2 separate regions of the Sus scrofa genome follow, and region 2 is linked to region 1. The links are chromatin contacts, called in public targeted proximity ligation maps. All regions are on one chromosome and are shown on one strand. The core of a region is the stretch at or near the end of the contact, and the rest is flanking DNA. Distances in the headings are between cores, read along the strand shown. Region 1 overlaps GTF2B (transcription initiation factor IIB). Region 2 has its middle 14 kb from the start of PKN2.

Region 1 (7,559 bases), core at 1,695-4,194:
TAGAAGTTTGCAAGCAACCTCCAGTAGAAATGTTACTTTGAAGGGACCTAAAGTGTTATTGACAGGTTACTTCTCTGACAAATGCTAACACAGTGAAGTTAACCCTGACAGGTTACTTCTCTGACAAATGCTAATACAGTGAAGTTAATCCTGACTCTTATTTGTTGTGTGACACAGAAAGGAAATCATAGTACAGTCTTTTTTAAAAGCAAATTTATACATAAATCCACAAAAATACAGAGCAGAATTCCATTTGCTAATTGTCTTTGTATTTGTTTTGTCTTTTTAGGGCTGTGCCCAAGTCATATGGAGGTTCCCAGGCTAGGGAACAGCCTCAGCAACTCAGGGTCCGAGCAGCATCTGCAACCTACACCACAGCTCACGGCAACGCCGGATCCTTAACCCGCGAAGCAAGGCCAGGGATCAAACCCACTTCCTCATGGATATCAGTTGGGTTCTTTAACTGCTGAGCCACCGCTGAGGAGCTCCCCGTTTGCTCATTGTCGTGTGGAACAGTGTTGATGACTATTGACTGGTGTTTGTGGTTCTTCTCCCTTGGGCCACGTGGTTGTATGTCTCCTCTCCTTCTGAACTTCAGCATCAGTCCATGACGGGCTTTGGCCGGCAGCTTGCGAGTGGAAATGTTAGAAACCTTCAGGTCAGCGCGTGGTTTGGGTCCCCGTTTCTCCAGCAGGGTGACTGGCATGTCTCGGGTGCTGGGAGTTTCACTGTCTTGAGTAAAGATGGCGTAGAGGGCAGTCCCGTCCCCTGTAGACATGTAGTATGAATAAGAAAGCTTGGTTATAGGCCGCCTAACTTCTGGAACTCTTTCCCCCAAATAACTCCGTTTATCTTAACACGTAACTACTGGAAGGAGAATAACCCACACCTGTGGTTAGCGCTTATGATCTAAGAAGCTGATACGTAGGAAACACGGTGATGTCAAGACAGTTTAATCACCTCAACACTTAACTTCTTCTGGGGGATGCTCGGAATTAGAGTAATGCTCTGTCACTCCCTCCAAAATGCATGGGTTTGATGCGGTTTCATTCAAAAACAAGAGAAATTTTTTTTTCTTTGTTTTTTTTTTTGGTTTTTAGGGCCATGGCATGTGGAAGTTCCCAGGCTCGGGGTCAAATCAGAGCTGTAACTGCCAGCCTACACTACAGCCACAGCAATACCAGATCCAAGCCACATCTGCCACTTATACCCCAGGTCACGACAACACTGGATCTTTAACCCACTGATTGAGGCCAGGGATTGAACCTGCATCCTCATGGATACTAGTCGAATTCATTTGCTCTGTGCCACGACGGGAACTCCAGAAGTCAGTAGTATTTTGATGGGAGCGAATTTTAATTTTTAATTAAGATATAGCTTGCAGGTAATGAATTCTGACATTGCATATACTGGCGTAACTAGCACACTAATCAAGATGTTTAGCCCATTTCTCTCACTTCAGAAGTCCCCTTAATGCCTCTTTTTAGTCCTAGGTCACCTCTCCCCCCAACCCAGGAGCAACCACTGTACATCATAAATTATTTTGCTTGTTTTTGAACTTCCTATAAATAGTATTTTCTTGTATATAGTATTTTTGTGTATGTGTGACTGATCTTTTTTGGCTGAAATGCATTTAGGTCCCTGCATGTATTCATTTATTTGCTGAGGGGTATTCCGTAGTACGTTTTCCCGGTGTTACATGGGACATGTAACACAGTCCCAGGGGATGTTTGGGTTGTCTCCAGTGTTTAGCTCACATGAGATGAATAATGCTGCTGTGCACATTCTCGTATGAGACTTTTGTAGGCAGATACTTAGGTGGAATTTCCACATCCCAAGGTAGGTAGGTGCCAGAGGAGTTGGACCATTGTAAACCAGTGTAAATAATTTGGGCAGTTATTCTCAATTCATTCTTTTTTTTTTTTTTTTTTTTTTGTCTTTTTACTATTTCTTGGGCCGCTCCCACGGCATATGGAGGTTCCCAGGCTAGGGGTCCAATCGGAGCTGTAGCCACCAGCCTACGCCAGAGCCACAGCAACGCGGGATCCGAGCCGCGTCTGCAACCTACACCGCAGCTCACGGCAACGCCGGATCGTTAACCCACTGAGCAAGGGCAGGGACCGAACCCACAACCTCATGGTTCCTAGTCGGATTCGTTAACCACTGCGCCACGACGGGAACTCCCTCGATTCATTCTCAAAAATTAAAGAGATGGAACTCTTCGTTTTAGAATATGGTAAAATGTCTTAGTAAATACTAGAGATACCACCTCGATTCATGGATTAAGAAGTGTGTGTGTGTGTGTGTGTGTGTGTGTGTGTGTGTGTGTGTAGTAGCTAAATAACATGTGTTGACTGTTTACCTTTTTGGTTTTTTTATTTTGTGTGGGGCCGCTCCCGCGGTATATGGAGGTTCCCTGGCTAGGGGTCTAATGAGAGCTGTAGCCACCGGCCTACACCAGAGCCACAGCAACTCGGGATCCGAGCCGAGTCTGCGACCTACACCACAGCTCACGGCAGCGTAGGATCCTTAACCCACTGAGTGAGGCCAGGGATTGAACCCGCAACCTCATGGTTCCTAATTGGATTTGTTAACCACTGAGCCATGACGGGAACTCCTGTTTACCTTTTTGGATGGGGAACTTGATCGGAGTGTCAGAGATTGTACCGTCTAGATGGAAGGAGTAGTGCTGGCATGTACATTATAATAGTGCTATTAAAGATACATAGAGACTTGCTCCCTGGTGTTAATTTTACGAAAGTCAGCATGTGGTTAAGAATTGGCAAGTTCCCTTGTGGCACAGCCGGTTCAGGATCCAGCATTGTCACTGCAGTGGCTCAGGTCGCTGCTGCTTCATGGGTTTGATCCCTGGCCCGGGAGCTGGTAAAAGACAGCTTGTTTCTGGGACCATGTGAGGTCGTGCGTGTGTGCCCACACAGCGATTGGCAGACTGCTTCCTCGTCAAGGCTGGTTATACCCCACGTTACAGCCGCCCTGTACACTTCCTCCTTGACCGGAGCAGCTTTTAAAAAGGCTACATCATTTAGATTTTCTTCCAGAAAATCCATTATACATTCTGGCTTTTTTTCTGAGCCATCTGCCCTCTTCCATCTTACTCATGCCCTTAATATGATAGTCTAGTTGTAACATCGTGATGTGCTACTTGAGTTATTTTGGAAATTTTATATCTTATAAAAAATGCCATGTTTTGAGCAGTAAAGTGTAAAAAAAAAAAGGAATGGTTCTCAGCACAAGCCACATATTGTTGAATGAGTCATGTAAATCATTCCCACGTATGTGGAAAAATTACATCATTACCCAGTTCTGGGTTTTCTGTTTATTCTATACTAGGCCAGCTTTTTTTTTTTCTCCCCCTAGTCCAACTGATCTTTTTGAGGCAGTACAAAGCAAGCACTAAAAGAAATTTGGAGTAAGTTACTTTTGAGCCAAAAGGAAAATGCTATGAAATGAAGCACCTTGACTAACCGAAACTGTGTCTTTATAGTTCTGGGGAGACTTTAAAGATGTGACTTAGGGAGTTCCCTGGTGGCCTGGCTACTAAGAATTCAGCTTTATACTGCTGTGACTCAAGTTCGATCCCTGGCCTGGGAACTTCTGAATGCCATGGAGAAGGCTTAAAAAAAAAAAAAAGCGAGTTAATAAGATAAAGTATTATCTTAGTACATTTATTATGTTAATTAAAATATTAAAGTTGGAGTTCCCGTCGTGGCACAGTGGTTAACGAATCCGACTAGGAACCATGAGGTCGCGGGTTCGGTCCCTGCCCTTGCTCAGTGGCTTAACGATCCAGCGTTGCCGTGAGCTGTGGTGTAGGTCGCAGACGCGGCTCGGATCCCGAGTTGCTGTGGCTCTGGCGTAGGCCGGTGGCTATAGCTCCGATTCAACCCCTAGCCTGGGAACCTCCATGTGCCGCGGGAGCGGCCCAAGAAATGGCAACAACAGCAACAACAACAACAACAGACAAAAAGACAAAAGACAAAAGACAAAAAAAAAAAAAAAAAAAAATTAATGATGACCTTTGATTTTTTTTAACTTAAAATTTGTCAAGTAACTTTAGATTTGAAGGCCACAGTAGTTTTTTGTTCTGTGCATGTTTGTGTTTTGTTTTTTTTTTTACTAGGAAAGTTAGATTCACTTTTCTTTTTCTTTTTTGACTGTACCTGCTGCATGTGGAAGTTCCTGGGCCAGTGATCAAACTCACAGCAGGGACTCAGGCCAGAGCAGTGACAGTGTCGGATCCTTAACCCCCAGGCCACCAGGGAATTCCTGGACTTTTTTTTCCTCCTGCAAGTACAGATTTTATGTTACTTTCAAGTAAGTTTGAAAAATCATCATTGGTTTACGTACTTAAGTTACTTCCCAGGTTTAGTGGTGTTCGTATGAGGAGGAAGCAGAGCGATCCGTCCTGACCATCCCATCCGTGTAATTTTTCCTGCTTTCCTTGGCCGTTCGAGTTGCAGAAGGTGTGGCAAATGGGGACCCTGTCTCTGTCCCAGTGGCATGGGCTCGGGATGGTCCAAGTGAGATTTGAGTGTTCGGAGAAAAATGACATTTCCCCAAACTGTCTGAATGAGTGGTGCCCTTGTTCACTTGCTTTCTCAGCTAGAACCCTAAGACCTTACTGTGATCACTGTATTCTCTTGATGAGCTTTGTAGTTAATAAATACCGTACGTCAATAGTCTAGAAGACTCAGCGCAGTTCCCACGGAGGTCCTTGCTTCTGTTCTCCCTCCTCTGCTGTTCCACTGGTCAGGCAACCTTCAGGAAGGCACTGTGATACTTTCAAAGTCTTGTGGAGATTAGCGTTATAATTGGTGCTCTTACCCAGAATGAATGTCAAAATGTCAGGATATTATTGTCTCGTTTTTATTTTCGCAGCAATAAATAGCTACACCAAGCAACTCAGTTTGAACTTTTTTTTTTTTAATTTTTTTTTTTTTTATTTTATGGCCACACTTACGGCATATGGAAGTTCCCCCGCCAGGGATTAAATCTGAGCCGCAGGTGTGACCTACACCGCAGCTGCGGCAACACCAGATCCTTTAATTCATTGGGTCGGGCCAGGGATTGAACCCGCACCTCCACAGTGACCTGAGCTGCTTCAGCCAGATTCTTAAGCCCCTGTGCTACAGCAGGACCTCCTTGAACTGCTTTTTAAGCGCTTCCTGTGTTCTATACCTGTGTCAGCTTATTTAATCTGTACAATCTTTAAGATGAGGTTGTTGAGGAAATTTAAAGCAGAGGAGGTGAAGGCATAGAACTGAAACCTGTCCAGGGCTAAGGAGCGACTGGTAGGTCCACACTGTTAACCATGACATTAATTGACTGTCAGTACCAGCCTTCTTTCAGCTACTGGCTACTGAGCTCTGCCAGTCCTTTCTCCTTTCTCTCTGCTGACTGTAGGCAAGGGTGAACTTGGCCTGGCTCCTGCTTTCATCTTCAGCACACTGGTGGAAAAGCTCACGTCTTCCAAACACAGCATAGAACAGACTCTTGAATCCCATTCGCGCTTTGGTTCTAGCTGTGTTAGTAACATGTCAGTAAAAGTGGCACCTGCCTCTACAAGCCTTGGGGATTAAGAGAGAACGTTTACGAAGGGCACAGTGACTGGCGTTTGCGTGTGTTGAGTGTTAACTCTTGTCCCCAGTGGAGGTGTTACCAGCCTCTCTACATCCCCCAGAGCTCTGATCCACACACCTATCCAGGCCTGGTTTCTTGGAATGACGTATTTAGCCACTGCTTCTTTGCCTAAAAGGAAAAGTGTCCCAGCCTTTCTGCTTACTGATTCTAGGCTTCAGGTTTACTCTGTACAAATTATTTGGCCCAATGTATTTTTTCCGCAAATAGTTACACACACGTTTAGGCTTAGTCCTTTGCAGAGCATTGCCTGTGAAAGCTTCGTAATTGTTCTACATGTTAAATTATGTGCATTAATACCATTGTGAACGGTGTTTTCTGTTTTTTTCATGCCTGTTGAACATTTTGTGCAAATTTTGTTTCTTCGTCCTTACATTACTTTATCTTTGCATCACATAAGAATAGCTTTATTTTGCTATTTGTGTTTGACTAATTTTTTATTTCAGGAGTTAGAATATGACATCATGGCACAATGCCTAACGAGCGTTATTACTGGGTTGGCGCAGTAGTTAAAGGAATGCTTTAGGACACATGTCCCGAGACATGGTACTTCAGCTGAGGCCTAGCTGTTCCCGTTGAGATTTCCTGGGAATAAAAGGGGTGAGCTGGGCATTAGCGTGGAATAAATCTTGACCCAACAATTTAGATTTGCGTTCATATCCTCAGGTGACCGGGTTATCGATGTGGGATCTGAGTGGAGAACTTTCAGCAATGATAAAGCAACAAAAGATCCATCTCGAGTTGGAGATTCTCAGAATCCTCTTCTGAGTGATGGAGATTTGTCCACTATGATTGGCAAGGTAAAAATCCACTTGGCAGGAAATGCTGAATGCAGACTGACCAAAGGCTTGGGGGTTTGGGAACTCTGCAGAAGTGTCAGGTACTGCCTCAGTGAAGAGTCCTGACTGAGAATAGGATTTGCCCGTAATGCCATTGAGAATGATGGTTGCTTTACGTGTTTCTTTTTTCCTTTTTTTTTTTTCTTTTCAGTCTTTTTGCCTTTTCTAGGGCGGCTCCCGTGGAATATGGAGGTTCCCAGGCTAGGGGTTGAATCAGAGCTGTAGCCACCGGCCCACGCCACAGCCACAACAACGTGGGATCCGAGCCGCATCTGCAGCCTACACCACAGCTCACGGCAACGCCGGATCCTTAACCCACAGAGCGAGGCCAGGGATCGAATCCACCGCCTCATGGTTCCTAGTCGGATTCATTAACCACTGAGCCACGACGGGAACTCCGCTTTACGCATTTCTTCATCTTAAATGGAAGACCCACAGATTGAAGTTACAGACTCTCTACCTCAGGCTCTTGTTTTCGTGAGGCAATTTTGCACAAGAAAATTTGAGTGTAATTTGGTCTTTGAGTTCATATTGACGTATTCATTTAATATTAGGAATGTCTTTCTCCCTCTCTGCCACCCAAGGTAAGTTGGATTTCAGCATAGACTACATTCTTTTTTGTCTTTTTCGGGCCACACTTGCAGCATTTGGAAGGTCCCAGGGTCCATTTGGAGCTGCAGCTACACCACAGCCACAGCAATGCAGGAACTGAGCCCCAGCCGAGACCTACACTGCAGCTCATAGTGAGGCTGGATCCTTAACCTGCTGAGTGAGTCCAGGGATCGAGCTTGCATCCTCATGGCTACTAGTTGGGTTCTTCACCTGCTGAGCAACAGTGGGAACTCCTAGACTACATTCTAATATCGGTGAATTTATGACTTTTCTAAGCTTCACGTGCCTCTTCAGGAAAGTGAGAATATTGAGGGTTACACGGGAAGGTGTATAAAGTTTCTATAGCACATGTGGTGTGTGGTATGTGTTTGGTAAATGATGCCTGCTGCTGTTTTGTAAGTAATAGCATAGTCTTCCTGGCAGCCTGGCTGTCTTTGCTCTGTGGTCTGA
Region 2 (7,559 bases), core at 2,199-4,698, 180 kb after region 1:
TTTTGTAATACTCGCATATATATGTACCCATTTTTCATGTTCATACCTATAGTTTATTCAGGGATGGCCGAATAGATGTGTATTTTCTAATTAAAAGTAAGGACTACTAGTTAGAAGTCCTTATAAAATATAAAAATGAATTTTAAAATATATCACTTTATAAAGATTCTTATGAAGGGTTTCCTATTAAGGATGCTATTTTGGAAGAGTACGACAGTCATTTGCATACTTATTTTTATATGCTGGTAATTCACATGATCTGTTTATTGCTTTTACAGTTTAACTGTAAGCTTCTCGCCAAATGAAATTTTTAAAGTATCTTATCATCACACACGCATAGCAAGCTGTTTGAATGGTATAAAATATAAGATCCACATTTCAATTGCTTTATCCTGTTGCCTGTCACAACCAGAGCTTCCTAAAGTTCTCCTTTATTAGAACAAAATGTGGATGATTCCAACACTACGCTTCAGCTGCTGTCATCATTTGAATGAGATAAGCTCTCAGCAAGATGTATTCAAGAAACTATGGTTCAAACTGTGTTATCCTGCTCTACAGCAATCTGCTAAACATTTCTGAAGCAATTTAGACAGCTGTGACTTACTTCCAAACAATGTGGGCACTTAATCTATTGACTCGAAATTGGGGCTGCAGAGAGGATATTCAAAGTTTTCTCATGAGTTCATCTGCTACACAGAAAAACACTTCCTATTTTTTACGTGTTAAGAATGCAAAGCTATTCAGAACTGTCTACGTGAAAGTAAAGAATGAAAACGACTGACCTTATAAGTTAGGTTTTTATTAAAGTTGGTAGTAATGGAGATGGAATGATATGATACCACTTATTTTGGGTATAAACATATTTTAAGCATTTTTACTCAACAGAATATGACATGCTTTTAATTATTTTCCCGGTTTTGTTGGTCTTAGTGTAAATGCGTCTTCAGTATTGGAAAAGGGCTCACTCGTATTATCAATACCTTTTTTCATTCTTTTCTTACACTGATAAACTCTGCATTTGGAGGAAGTAATTATCATTCACCCCAGAAATGTGTGCCTTCCTGACTTGAAACACCTTTCAAACATAATTCTTTGTGGAGTTCCCATCGTGGCGCAGCAGAAACAAATCTGACTAGGAACCGTAAGGTTGTGGGTTCGATCCCTGGCATCATTCAGTGGATTAAGGATCCAGCATTGCTGGGAGCTGTGGTGTAGGCTGGCAGCTATAGCTCCGATTGGACCCCTAGCCTGGGAACCTCCTTTTTAGGGTGCAACCTTAAAAAGACAAAAAGACAAATAATAATAACAATAATTCTTTGTACTGAAACAGTTAATGAAATGTTACATTAGTCAACTACATTGTTACCTTTGATACTGATCAAATCATATTAAAATTTGAAGTTGTTTATAATATGACCATCAATATATGAATAAATATAAAGGAATGTAGACACATAGAGGCTTATTAAAATGGGGAAAATAAATGCTCTTTTTTTTAACTTCTTTCAGTGGGTATTTTAAGAGGTATTTAGTTTTGTGGACTATAATATATTATAGCTCACTGTGTAGACATCACTTGGTTTAACTGTATGATGTTAAAAATCAGTAGATAAGCTGGATTTTCTCATTTTCAACTTCTTGCTTTGACATTATATGAGTATAGTTAAAAGACTAATAAAGCAAATGATTTCTTACAGCCTGTTGATTATTTAGCAGATTTTACATGACCTCGAATTTTCAGTTTGTTTGTTTTGCTTTTTAGGGCCACACCTGTGGCACATGGAAGTTCCCAGGCTAGGGGTTCAATCGGAGCTGCAGCTGCCGGCCTACACCACAGCCACAACAACATAGGATCCAAGCTGCATCTGTGACCTACACCACAGCTCATGGCAACGCTGGATCCTTAACCCACTGAGGGGAGCCGAGAACAACCTGAGTCCTCGCAGAAACTAGTTCGGTTCCTTATGGCTGAGTGACAACGGGAATTCCTCAAAATTTCACTTTTAAACTGTCATTCTAAAACAATTAACCTTCTGATGCATTTTTCTCTTCCCACTGCCTTGTGGTGTAGACAAACACTGCCAGTCATGACAGCTCCGAATGACTCGTCCTTCATTTGTACCTGTTTTACTTGCCCTAGGTACCAAGTGAAAGTTGATCTAAATTTGGGCCTTCTCTTATCCCTTAAATGCCACAAGAATTTAAATTTCTTAGCTATAAAAATACACTCAAGTCATTTGTTTTTCTTTGAGAAGTAAATGAGGCCAGAAGCTGTGAAAACGTTTGTGAAAAGCAAAGCTAACTCAAAGTATTGAAGGTCTGATTTGTCATCGGTATACAGGTCACACAGAACATCCTGGGTCTCAGGCAGGGTTAATGGTTGAAAAGACAGGACGTTCCTGAGAAATGCGAAGTGTGATCGGCAAGGTTTTCTACATATTCATTCCTTCGACACTTGCTGTGACATTGATGGGGTCTCTTTGATGAGACTGGCTTGTAGACAAATGGTAGTTACAACTATAAGCCGCAAAGTATGTTTTTCAATATATCGTCCTTTCTTCCCCTGACGTAGACCCCCTGCCCTGCCCTACTCACCTCCTCCTCTACCCCACATGGTTAGAAATCACTTGAGTGGATTGGGGAAGAAAGACACGTAGAACGGGGTAATATCCCACAGCTATAGCGTCAGTTTATTTCAGGGTTTGGATTTTTTTGGGTCTGTATATATACTTTTAAAAATCTACAGTTCTAAGGTGATTTGTACCTAACCCATCCCAAGAGAACAATTCTAACCTTAAAGTTTCCAAAAGAAAAAAAAAAAATCCCTCTATTCCCCATAAATTACTATCTTTAAATCCTTCCTTTTGTCAAATCCCATACCTTTTTTTTTTCAGTCAAATTTAAGTTCGTTCTCCATTCTCTGTTGAAAAATGGAAGAACGCTGATCTCTACACTCAGAAATTGAAAATAAACTAATTGACTGATATAGGTCTATATTAGAATTAGGTTAATTAGATGACATTTAACTCTCTGTCCAGCAATTGTCAATCTGTTTAGATATGATTCAAATTCAGTTTTCTTAATAATTAAAGGAATATGTTAGGGTCCCATTTACTTCTTAATTTGAATGATCCTGTGGACCTGATCAATATGATTAGCCAAGCTACAGAAAAGAGAATTCAGTTTCATTTGAGACGCAGTTTAAGATTTGAGTTCTACCTTTGGTTTAAATTGCCCCTAAATTTTATTGTTATCGTTTTTTTACCTGATTGTGTCACACTCTTTTATATTTCTCTGTATGACTGTCTTGGCATCTGTTTAATTGAGCCACAGAGTAAAATCGTAAAGAACAAGGAGGCAAATAGAACGGAACAACAGTAGAGCTTAGAGGTTGAATAAAGCATTCAATTTTGCCTTGCTCCAGAGAGCCCCTACTGGCTCTAAGTTTCACTCCTTGAGACGGAAGTGAAGCTTCTCTTTCTGCCTCTTTGCCTTGGTGCTCACTGTAACCCAGCCATCACATATAGTAAAACGTAGCCTGTCCTCAAAGGACATGAGACTATTACAACTCTTTTATGATGACTTTTTCATAGGCAAGAATACCATATATATGTTCTTCTTGTCTGTAAAGCACATATAAAGGGCTTATTTTCATATCCTTAGCGTACTACTTTTGGAATATGCTCTTTAGTACTGTGGTATTTTTCCTAATTACTCATTTCTAATTATACTCACAAGTCATCATTAATCATGATATTTTACTTCCTTATTCAGTTAAAGACTTCCACAACGTTCTTTACGCAGTTAAACATTCACACAAGACACCCTGAATTATACAGTGTACTAAGCTCTTGAATGCTGTACTTGAAACTTAAATTTATCTAATTTTAAACTATACAATTAAGAAAAGAGTTAAACTATACAATCATCGAAAATAATCTTGAAATTCTTCTTTGAAAAACATATTGCAGTAGATTGAAGGAGAAATGTTACATGACCACCAACGTATGTCTTCAGTATTGGTTAGCAAGCTTAAGGGTTTTGTTTTTGGTTTTGGTTTTGGTTTTTTTTCTTTGTCTTTTTGCCTTTTCTAGGGCCACTCCTGCGGCATATGGAGGTTCCCAGGCTAGGGATCCAATTGGAGCTACAGCTTCCAGCCTACACCACAGCCACAGCAGCATGGGATCTGAGCCATTTCTGCAGCCTACACCACAGCTCACAGCACTGCTGGATCCTTAACCCACTGAGCAAGGCCAGGGATGGAACCCACATCCTCATGGATCCTAGTCGGGTTCGTTAACCGCTGAGCCATGAAGGGAACTCCCTAAGATAATTGGTTTTTAAGGGATAATTAACCTCTGTACTCTCTTCCTACCTCACCCATTATCCGTTTATTTTCAAGTTTTGTCTGTTTATAACTTCATTAGTGGGTCTTACATCTGTCCCTTTATTTTTCCCCTAAGGCCACTTTCCTAGTCATGGTCCCCAATATAGGTCACGGGCGCATAGCAGCTCTTCAATCACAGGTGTTTTTGATGGGCTATTCCTGCCAACTTGGCTGCACCATTTTCTGGAGCTAGGATCTGCTATCAACATCGCCGTCAAATTCTTTAGGCCCCGACAGCATTTTTTCTTAGCTGGTTTTTTTTTTTCTTTCTTTCTTTCTTCATCTGGAGCTACGAGCTACACCTGAACGCCTGGATTCCTTCTTTTCTCTACTCATGACAACTCCTGTAGCACCTCTCCGGCAGCAACATCTCTGATTGTTCCTTCTGAATTGCTAGAGGAGCGAGCCGTGGTCTCAGAAGTTGCTCGTTCTCTGTCCTCACCCCCCACCCCCACCCCCAAGCCTAACTTCAAGCTAGTCTTCGTGACCATAAGGTGGGACTTTCTTTCCCAGGAGGCTACTGACATGCACTCAGGTTCCCACAGGAGCCCAGCTGGCCAGCAGACTTATCCCATTTGGCATTTGACCTAAACAAGTGAGATCGCCTGCGTATTTAGTGCTGGCAGCTGGTCTCAGCTCTCTGTCCCATTCGAAGCTTTGCCGTAATGTCTCTCGGATTTGGGGTTACACTTTCAACATTCTGCTGCTGCTACACATAAAGGATGAAATTCAAATCCATGGCGCACTTAGGAATGTACTGAAATAGGCTTTGGTGTTGTGAATTCACCAGTAATTTGGACCCTCTTTCTTCCCATTGTGTAAATCCCAGAAGGATGCAAGAGAAAGAAAAGGATATTGTCCTAGGGAGACCTCAGGCCTTCTCTAAAACAGAGCGCATTGGCGGCAGACTTTAAGAGCACACCTCTTCCTAGGAAGAAGTTCCCTGCCATGTCCCCCCTGTCCTTCACGGCAGGTAGGTACACCACGGCCCCGTGACCCTGAGGTGGAACACATCGCCGTTGGTGGGTCTTTTTTTCTCTCCACAAGTTTTATAATTAAGGAGTGGTTAGATTTTTGCTTGAACTCAGTCGGGGTGCATTTAAATATTAGATGCCCCTCTCGATTTTGATCAGGGACCACACTCTCAGAGCACACACAGGGGTTACATGGTTATGCACGTGACCAAAGTAGGAGGCGCATAAGGAGAACAATGCTGTAAGCTTGAGGATAATGACCACTGGCCCAGAGCACAGTGTCTGGGATATCTTAAGAAAGGATGGGGGAGTCCCACTGTGGCTCAGTGCTAATGAACCCGACTGGTATCCATGAGGATGCCGGTTCGATCCCTGGCCTCGCTCAGTGGATTAAGGATCCACTATTGCCATGAGCTGTGGTGTAGGTCGCAGACATGGCTTGGATCTCACGTTGCTGTGGCTGTGGTGTAGGACGGCATCTGCAGCTCCGACTGGACCCCTAGCCTGGGAACTTCCATATGCTGCAGGTGCGGCCCTTAAGAAAGAAAAGAAAAGAAGAAAGAAGTGGGGACTGCATAGAAAGTGCATCTAAAAGCGTCGCTGCTCTATGAGGGTGGAAGTCAAAGGCTAAGGGTTACGAGCAGAAGGCAGAGGAGCCTGGACCCAGTGACTGTGAAGCCTCCACCCCAACCCAGGACTGCCGACCCCACCCATAAGCAGCCAGTCTAGTCAGTCTAGGGAAGTGACAGCTTCTGACAAACCTGACCCAGGCATCAGCAGGCTTCCTCGTCTCAGGTCTTGCTCTCTGCTCCTCCTGGCCTGTTAGCTTTGGTCTCTCCTGAATTCGCTCTCTTTATACGACGGCAAAAGTACTGCCTCTCATTTGGCACTTGACTCACACAGTGAAACCACCTGCATGGCTCAGGCTCCACACTTGGAGCTTGCGATCAAAAGCCACCTAGGGACCCTCCTCGGGGGTCTAACTCCTGCAGAAAAGCTCCGAGGAGAACGCTGATTGGCGGGGGACAGTTTCACGCCCATCCCTGGCCGCGTGTGATTGGCCCTTTCAGACAGGTGGGGTGGGGAAGGGGGCCAGAAGGAACCAGGAGACCGACACAAACCATGCTGCCCGGAGGTCCCTGGATCTCCTGTATCGCAACTGTATTTTTAGTTCTCTGTCTCCATTACGGCTTCGTGAAAGCGAAGACCGTGCCTTATTAATTTTGTACCTACCCAACGAAGACATAGTGCATATTCGCTGAAGACATGAATAAGCAAAGCCAGGCAAAGAATTACAAGAAGAATTACAAGCCCACGACAAAACTCACCAGCAAGAAACCTTAAACTAGCCTTTGGTTTGGGAATTTTATATACAGTTCTAATGGTGGCAGGAACTCACTGCAAAGTGGCCGGTTCATGCTGAATAAATATGTGATTGGCACATAAACCGTGCACAGAGCAAGGAAATATTTTTTTAGCAGGAAGTTCCTGAAAAGTCTCTTACAATCTGCTTCTAATCCTGTTGACATTTTTAATAAGTCATGTTTCAGGACGTGTCTCAGGGTGAGGGTCATGTATACACCACCGTGAGAAATGTTTGGCTGCCCCACGGGGTACTGGGTAATTCTACATTCGGAATGGCAGGACAATCGTAAGATCATTTTATAGGCAAGTCTCTGGTTTGTTTTTGTTTGTTTGTTTGTCTTTTTAGGGCCAGGCTAGGGGTCTGCACAGAGCTACAGCTGCCGGCCTACACCACAGCCACAGCAACGCCAGATCTGAGCTGCGTCTCTGACCTACACCACAGCTCAGGGCAAGGCCAGATCCTTAACCCACCAAGCGAGGCCATTTATTGAACCTGCGTCCTCATGGACTCTAGTCAGATTTGTTTCCGCTGAGCCACAACAGGAACTCCGACACGTCTCAGTTTTATCAGCACTTTCCCAAAGCATGAATTTGGGTGGGACAACATAATTTAATAAGAGAATTGTGCCAAGAAAAATAAAAATAAAAACTAGCATGAATCAACTTCAAAACGGACTTATTTGGGAAATATCTTGTGTGAGGGAAACTTCCTGGTAAGAATTGTGTTCCGGTTCAGGTGAAGTGTGTATAGATTTGAGAAATGTTGAGTAGAATACTAGCTGCAGGGTCAGCTTTGAGAAAAGCCAGTTTTGAGGCAGTAAATGTTCATCTTG

What was found.
Region 2: a contact with region 1 is called in a targeted proximity ligation map of alveolar macrophages. A contact is called at or near these places in 16 of 47 Hi-C or Micro-C datasets (alveolar macrophages, brain, embryonic fibroblasts and 8 more) and 2 of 2 datasets of targeted methods (alveolar macrophages and skeletal muscle).

What each region holds. Positions count from the first base shown.
Region 1 is chr4:127,541,572-127,549,130 of Sscrofa11.1, forward strand. GTF2B (transcription initiation factor IIB) reads left to right here. Exons shown (of 7, transcript XM_001929406.6): 3 at 6,325-6,458. Among named protein-coding and RNA genes, the nearest start is that of GTF2B, 23 kb to the left of the region's middle.
Region 2 is chr4:127,719,868-127,727,426 of Sscrofa11.1, forward strand. No RefSeq gene overlaps it. Among named protein-coding and RNA genes, the nearest start is that of PKN2, 14 kb to the left of the region's middle.